2 separate regions of the Hordeum vulgare genome follow, and region 2 is linked to region 1. A link is a contact called in public Hi-C data. All regions are on one chromosome and are shown on one strand. Each heading gives the region's core, a stretch centred on a gene start, on an enhancer-like site or on the middle of the called end of the contact. The rest is flanking DNA. Distances are from core to core; before and after follow the strand shown.

Evidence for each region. A called contact is a pair of places that touch in the nucleus more often than the background predicts.
Region 2: a contact with region 1 is called in a Hi-C map of leaf, with 5 times the contacts expected there. The contact joins the enhancer-like site here to the promoter of LOC123445599 in region 1. A contact is called at or near these places in 2 of 6 Hi-C or Micro-C datasets (both in leaf).

Annotation. Positions count from the first base shown.
Region 1 is chr3H:605,107,227-605,110,867 of MorexV3_pseudomolecules_assembly, reverse strand. LOC123445599 (mitochondrial import inner membrane translocase subunit PAM16 like 2-like) reads left to right here and starts at 1,594. Exons shown (of 4, transcript XM_045122607.1): 1 at 1,594-1,928; 2 at 2,025-2,112; 3 at 2,754-2,884; 4 at 3,341-3,641. The coding sequence starts at 1,926. The coding sequence ends at 3,463.
Region 2 is chr3H:605,389,918-605,393,558 of MorexV3_pseudomolecules_assembly, reverse strand. No RefSeq gene overlaps it. Among protein-coding and RNA genes, the nearest start is that of LOC123442224, 50 kb to the left of the region's middle. Within about 2 kb of position 1,833, at least 2 of the 3 cell types and tissues checked have open chromatin away from gene starts, as enhancers often do. A contact at or near this core is called in leaf, where this site is marked.

The DNA.
Region 1 (3,641 bases), core at 345-2,844:
CTGTGGGGACTAAAATGTAAAAACCCTAACCTAAACTACTAACCGTATCGGAGGCACTGGGATTCCCCTCCCCGTCATCGGCCATCGGAACGTCATAAAAATGGAGGTGAATCCACGGGCTCGTCGGTGCAGTCTGTCGGGCAAATTTCCTCTAGCCGCCTAGAGGAATTCTACAGAGAGCTTTACTGCTCTTCGTTGATGTAGCTCTGAACTAAAGTGACTTTTAACCTTGGAGGCACACACACGCCCTCGCAAATTTAGAGCCAAAGCCCAACATGATGATGACTAAGAGCATCTTTAGCAGACCCCTTAAATTTGCAAACTGTAAAATTGCGATACGGATCGAAAAAGCATTTTAAGGGTTTATTTTAGCTACAGCCGAACAGATACTGTAAAACATACTGTAAAACTGGGATAAAGAACTCCTTCCTCCAGTCTGTCCGCCACCGCCCCAGCCGACCGTGCCGGCCACGTCGGCCGCGCCCAACCTCGTCGGTTGCGCCCCGTCGCTCGTCGGCCGCGCCCCGTCGCCTCCGCCGTCAGTGCCTTGCTCCATTGCCAACTGCGCTGGCCGAGCCGTGCCCCTTTGCCTGCCGCACCGGGAAGATTCCAACGGCCAGGCTGAGGTCATGAGAGGTCATTGCAAGGTCGAGCTATTTGGGCAAACTTCACGGTGGCGTGTTTGCTCCGAAGAGGTTTGACCAGTATACGCCCCCCCCCCCTCGGTTCGTCTTTCCAACCTTCAATTATAAAGGTTTCGGGTGTGCATTTTCGGTGACCCTTAAAAAATTTACGAGTTGGATCATTTTTATGGTCTGTGTTCTGAACATTTTTTCGACCAAAACTGCAAAACGCAAAAATTATAAGGATTTGTCCACTTATACGGGGTCTACTAGAGATGCTCTAAGCACACCTAGAAGCTCCGTGGCATTGAACCAACCCATCCAGGTATATTAGAGTCGGCACGGGTACTCGCATATTTTCTCTATTTACTTCAATCTTCCCCACGTTGCTCTTGCAGTGGCATGACATGCTCACCGGCTATGAGATGCCTGTGATGAATTTGTTAACCTTAAAATTCACCGGCATAATTTCTCGGAGAAGCTCGTAAAGATAGCATGTGCGCGCGTTCGTAGGGGTAAGTATATATTTTTTTTCTTTCTTTGTTTATAAAGAAGAGCACTTCGATGGCGAAAATCATCTTCTGAGCACGGGCTCAAATGATCGCGCTCACGAAAAAAATAAAAAGAAATACTAAAAAATTCAACAAATTCAAAAAAAAATTTGTGTAGTAGATAATTTGATGCATAAGGTTCGTTCCAAATTTTATATCATTTGGACATCTGAGCAGCTCTCAGCAAAAAAAATTAAATTGGGTCAAAAAAATTGTGAACAATGAACTTTTTCACAGACCCAGATTTTATCTTTTTTGCTAAGAGCGCCTCAGGTGCCTCTCAAAATTAAAGCGGACCTCACGCATATAATTATCTATCTAAATTTTTTAATATTTATTTTGATTTTTTCCGTCGGAACGGGTGTAGATGCACCCGAGAGCCGAAACGCCGGTCTCACTTGGATGGACTCTCGAGTTGTTTGTTGCAGGCCCAGTTGGGTAACGTCTTTCTTGCTTCCCAAGACGAAAACCCAAATCCAACACGCACAAAAAGCCCGGATTCGCCACAACCACAAAGCCAAACCCGTCTCCGCCAGCCAGCCAGAGAGCGATTCGCCGCCGCCGCCGCCGCCGCCGGCGTCAAGCCTCCAGGGAGCGAGCCCCTCCGTCCACAAGACAGCCTCGCACCACCGGCCCCCGTCCCGCGCTCCCTCACGGGCACCGCGTCTCCCGCGAGAACCGCGCCCGCCTAGCTAGCCAGGGTGTCCGCCACCGCCGGAGAGAGGAAGGGGAGGACCAGAACCAGAGCGCGATGGTACGTGCGCTGCCCTCTCGATACTTTTCTCGATCTGATCCGTGCTCCAGCTTTTGTGAATCGCGTGCCTGATGATCCGGTTCGATGGTTCCGCAGGCCGGACGGCTCCTCGGGCAACTCCTCGTCATGGGCGGCGCCGTCGTCGGCAGGGCCGTGGTGCAGGCCTACCGCCAGGCCATCGTCAGTGAGTGCCCCCCCTCCCCCTCTATCTGTTGCCTGCTCCGTATCTCTAGCTCACAGGGCCAGATGCCAAAAGATGCCTTCTTTTGCCCCTTCTGAACATGTCGCGGTGCCCCTTGCTGTCCAAAACTGAGTGGTGATGAATGCTACAGTGTTAAAATGTGAATGAATGATGCACGCAATTTTTGATATTTTGTAATCATGTACGCTTTGTGTATGTTCTTGTCATGAATAATCATCATTTAGTATCAAAGCAGGATGCGCACAGGGAATTCATTTAGCAGCCTGAATAAGCATTGGACTATGAATGAACCAAAACCTGATTCACCTTTTACTCCATTAGACCCTGTCTGGAATCGTTTCTTGCCTTTAGATCAGGGCCCTTGTTTGCCTACCCATGACTTTTACTAGTTCAGGTTTAAGATTCAATAGACATTCATTTTTTTTTTATGAATGCTGATATGGGCTGAATTATTGACCATATCCTGCACAGGACACAGTTCTCATGTGTAATTGTAAAGCTGACTTCGAGGTTTGTTCTTCCTTTTGGTTGCTTATAGATGCATAGAGACATCTCCCTGACTGTTTGCCTGAGCAACTTGCAGTTTTCTGAATGCAACTAATAATTCCTGATTTGTCTTATAGATGCACAGAGAACCGGAGCTGCACAGGAAGCTGTGAACGGTATTCGAAGGGCTAGCAAGGCCATGACTGAGCAAGAAGCCCGGCAAATATTGGGTATCAGTGAAAAGACGAGTTGGGAAGAGATCGTGCAGGTGTGTGTGATGATAGAAGCCTATTCTCTTGATACATCTTACTATAGCACATGGATTAAGGCTTTTCCTCCATGTGTTTGTTTTCATGTAATTAAGAGTTTCAAAAGCATATCTATAATGACTTGCTTCATCTTAAAACTGATGTTAAATTGCAGATGTATACTTTCATTTATATCTTTTAGTACCTGTCATGATATTCGCATGAACTAAGGTTTTTTCTCCATGTGTTTGTTTTCATGAAATTAAGAGTTTCAAGCACATATACAGTAGTTTGCTTGAGCGTAATACTGATGTTAAATTGCAGGAATATTGAACAATGCCAACATCATGTACACTGTCGTTTTATTGCTCTGTATCAACATCTCATAGTTGCGATTGTGAGAAGCACATGTATATCCATTTGCTCTAGACACGAAATCCTGATGCCTGGCTTCCTCCCTTCTGAATATTTTGCAGAAGTATGATACGATGTTTGAGAAGAACGCCAAGAGTGGAAGCTTCTATCTCCAGTCGAAAGTACACCGGGCCAAAGAATGTCTGGAGTCTATACACCATGATAAGCCTGACATAATGAACTGAGATGGCCAGTGTTTTGTCCAATCTATTGATTTTGTCATTGATGTTCTGTCCATGCTATGCTGGGTTGCTGCATCAGGTCAAATTGGTTGTAACAGGGAGCTTGTTCCACTTTGACTCGAATAATATATATTTAACAAAAGGAACATCGTCTGATTTGTTTTTTCAGAGGCGGTGCCTC
Region 2 (3,641 bases), core at 584-3,083, 280 kb before region 1:
CAGTTTGATGTCACGTACAGCAACGACGTGGGCTCCGTTGCTTTTTCTTACTGGGCACTATCTGACAGATCCACCTCCTCTCCCGGCGCGGTAGATGTCGGCACAAAAATTAATGAAGCTACTGTGTATTTTCTTTTCAGAAGCACATGATAATTCGCAAATATTAGGGGCACACTCCTTTGAAAGTAATCCAAAAAATTACAAAATAACTCATACAATTAAGTATACAGTCCTTGAAAAAAGAACTGAGAATACAATCAAAGCTCTTTTTTTTTCCTGCAGAAATACAATGAAATCTTGAAGACATCTTCTCCGTGGTACTAATCTTTGTAAGATAAAATACTACCAACACTTCAGGAAGAGAATGCATTTATATGGAAGCATCGGTATTGCAACTCGTTCACCAGCACCAACTTGCTAACCAATGAAGATTTCTCGAGTTACCCATCTAAAACGCGGAGATGACATGGATGATAAAGGTCCTTGAGTCGGGATGATCCCTTAGAAGTGCTCGCCATCAGGGGCGGAGCCAGAACTTTTGCGAAGCCTGGGCGAGTTTGAGCCTAAGTTTGTAATCTAGAAATAAGTTGAGTGTTCAAATGTACAATATTTAATATCACCATACTTTCGAACTACAAATCCACATTAATAATGTAGTAAAATTTAATGATTTGATTTTTTTAATTAATATTCAATTAGAGTGTTTTTGTTGACTAATAATATCATTGAGGGATGTGATTATAATGGACTACATCGGGCTTCATCATAACTAGAATGCGTACAACCAACACAAACCCACACACACAAAGAATCATGTCAACAAGAAGTAAGTCATACAAGGTCAAAGCTATGTTAGAAAATAAGAAACAAGCCCAAAGAAAGCCTCATGCCGCTCAAATGGCATCAGGAACGTAGCCCCGCCGTCGCCGTCGGTTACATGGAGGAAGTCGACGGAGCTAGCCGCCGGCAACAATGACGAAAGGGTGCATAGATTAGGCGTGAGAAAAAAAAAAGACGGGCTCGCCCCATGTCGCCCGCGGACAGCACATGGACAGTTTAGTTTCTATCTAGCCAACGAAGCGGTAATATTTAACTAAAAATTTTGTGCTCATTTCTAATTGGTGCGCAGAGGTCTGAAGAAGATAAATTCTCTCTCAAATTTCAATATATAACTATCTAAACCAAAAAAACTAGAGCCGTAAATTTTGGACCATCTGCAGTTGTGGATCATTCTCCGCGCCCTAACCTCAAAATTTCTATCAATTTCAAAATCAATTAGCAATATTACCTACTCCCCCATTTTTGAATATAAGTTTTTTTTTAAGATTTCACTATAAACTATATACGAAATAAAATAAACAAATTTATACTTTAAAATATATTTATATACATACATACGCAGAGTCTAGTAATTTTTTTAAGAAGACTTACATTCAGAGTGAGTAATAACGAAGGAGGAGCCGAGCAATCCAGCATGCAAAAAAGTTCCTGCAGATGGATCACCAGTGGCTGCCACGGCCACGGCCAGTCATCTGCACGATACGTGTGACAAACGAAGGACACGTACGAGGAAACGTAACAACTCGTCTTCCTTAGTGAGTATTTTTTGGGCCTTCCGACGCCTAAATTAGCCAATTAAGCCGTTACTTAAGAAGCCCAGCACAGTTTGACCGGGTAAACAATGATGTGCAGCAGGGTTTGTCCAATCGTGGCAAGCCTTCCTGCGCTGTCCAGCAACCAGCGAGCCCGGGCAACTGCCCAGGGTTACCGGGCGCTGGCTCCACCACTGTCTCCGGCAGTGTACTGCTTCACCAGCTTACAACGGGGGTGAACAGGCTGTTGCAGTTTAGCCCTACATATGTGAATGCGTACGACCACAGAATTTCGAGTAATGGTGCTCACTAATGTCCCACATGGCATGTAGGTCCAAAATACTGGACAGATATTTGGGCAAGTTGGCCGGCTAGATGGCCGTACTACGCCACGATGGCTTCGGCTAGATGGCCGTACTACGCCACGATGGCTGCATTATGTCAGGTACACCATCAAACTTTTACGGTCAATTTTGCAAAGAACACTTACAAATCGGATTTATTGCATAAAACACCATCTATTGATGTAATCTGTTATGATTGACCTTTTTTTATATCTGTTACTATAAAACACCAACAGGGGTCCCGCCCCCCTTCCATGAGGAATTTACTGTGATAAACTCCTCCTTTAACCCAAACTTCCTGCTAATTATCTGGCCTCTCTGATCTCCGTACCTCTATTGGCCCGTTTGTAAGTGCACATGATGGCAAAATAATAGGCCACACAAGTGGGCGGACTTAAGCCACCAATATCTCCCAAGCCAGTTGTCCAAATGAGGTTGTCTATAAAAATATTGCCCAACTGAGCCAAGTTTTCTTTCCAAGATCAATAGTAGGTGGGTGTAGATTTCATGAATTTCTAGCACACGGGAACGAAGGAGAAGCGACCCCACGACAATAGTCGGGATTCGCTCTTCTCCCTCACTGAAAGTCACACAAGTATCCCAACAGATTGAAAGTCAACCCAAACCATCAATTGTTTAACATTGCATATATCGAGTAATGAACTAAGTTTCAACATGACCTTTTCTAAAGACGGTGCATATATCGAGCGCCTAAAATTTACCGGAACAGAAATGAATTGAAATTTCGACAAAACATAGGCACTCGTAGGTGTTCCCGGCAAAATTATAATTAAAATGCTAAATTTTCTAAAAAGTGTCAATTTTTGCATAGCAATATTATCACGATGAAGTACTTAACCACTCAATCAAAAGAAACTTCGTCCTAGTGTTCTCTCTTTTATTTCATCCAACCATCTATATATCTATGTAATAACAAAGTAAACTAGATTATAAAAAAAGCGAAGTACATCATGCATCCATCAATCCATCTAACCATATATCCCTACATCCATCCATCCATCCATCCATCCATCTAATATCCATCTAAATGCATCCATCCATCTAAAAAAACAAAACCTAAAACTACTAATTGGATGAAAGCTAGGAAGGGGCTCACGATAGGGGCAGGGACGAGCCGGAGAAGGAGCGTGCAAGACCGACCAGCCCTCGTGGGGAGGCCCGGGATGTTGGAGGGCAGGGCTGTCCGGATACGTCAGCGGACGAGTCCGGGTGCCTCCACGGACGTATAGAGCGTCGAATTTGTCCAGTCCGGCTGTTGGTGCTCTAACTACCCCGGTTGTAGTATGGATTTTTCATTTGTCTTTATCTATATATATTTTTGAAACGAAGGCAAAAGCTTTGTCTCATCTATTAAATAAGAGATAATAGAGTTTGTTACAAACCATCCGATTACACGACATGTGGATTACTCTCGCAATATTATAAACCCTAGTTTTTTTTTGCATCAACGGTGACCCAGAGGCTAGCCTCCGACGCGATGGACGCAAGTAAAATAGTCGGTGGCGCGCTCTTGTGCTTGAAAACTCTTGCATTTCGCTTGTTCCATATCGTCCATGATATAAGCATGGTGAGGGATGCCTTTGCTTGCCTGAGTGGTGACTTTGTCTATATATATGACTATGCTAACTTTGGACTAGTCAGAATATAGCTACAGATCCGAACAACTTTTTATTTGATTGGTTTA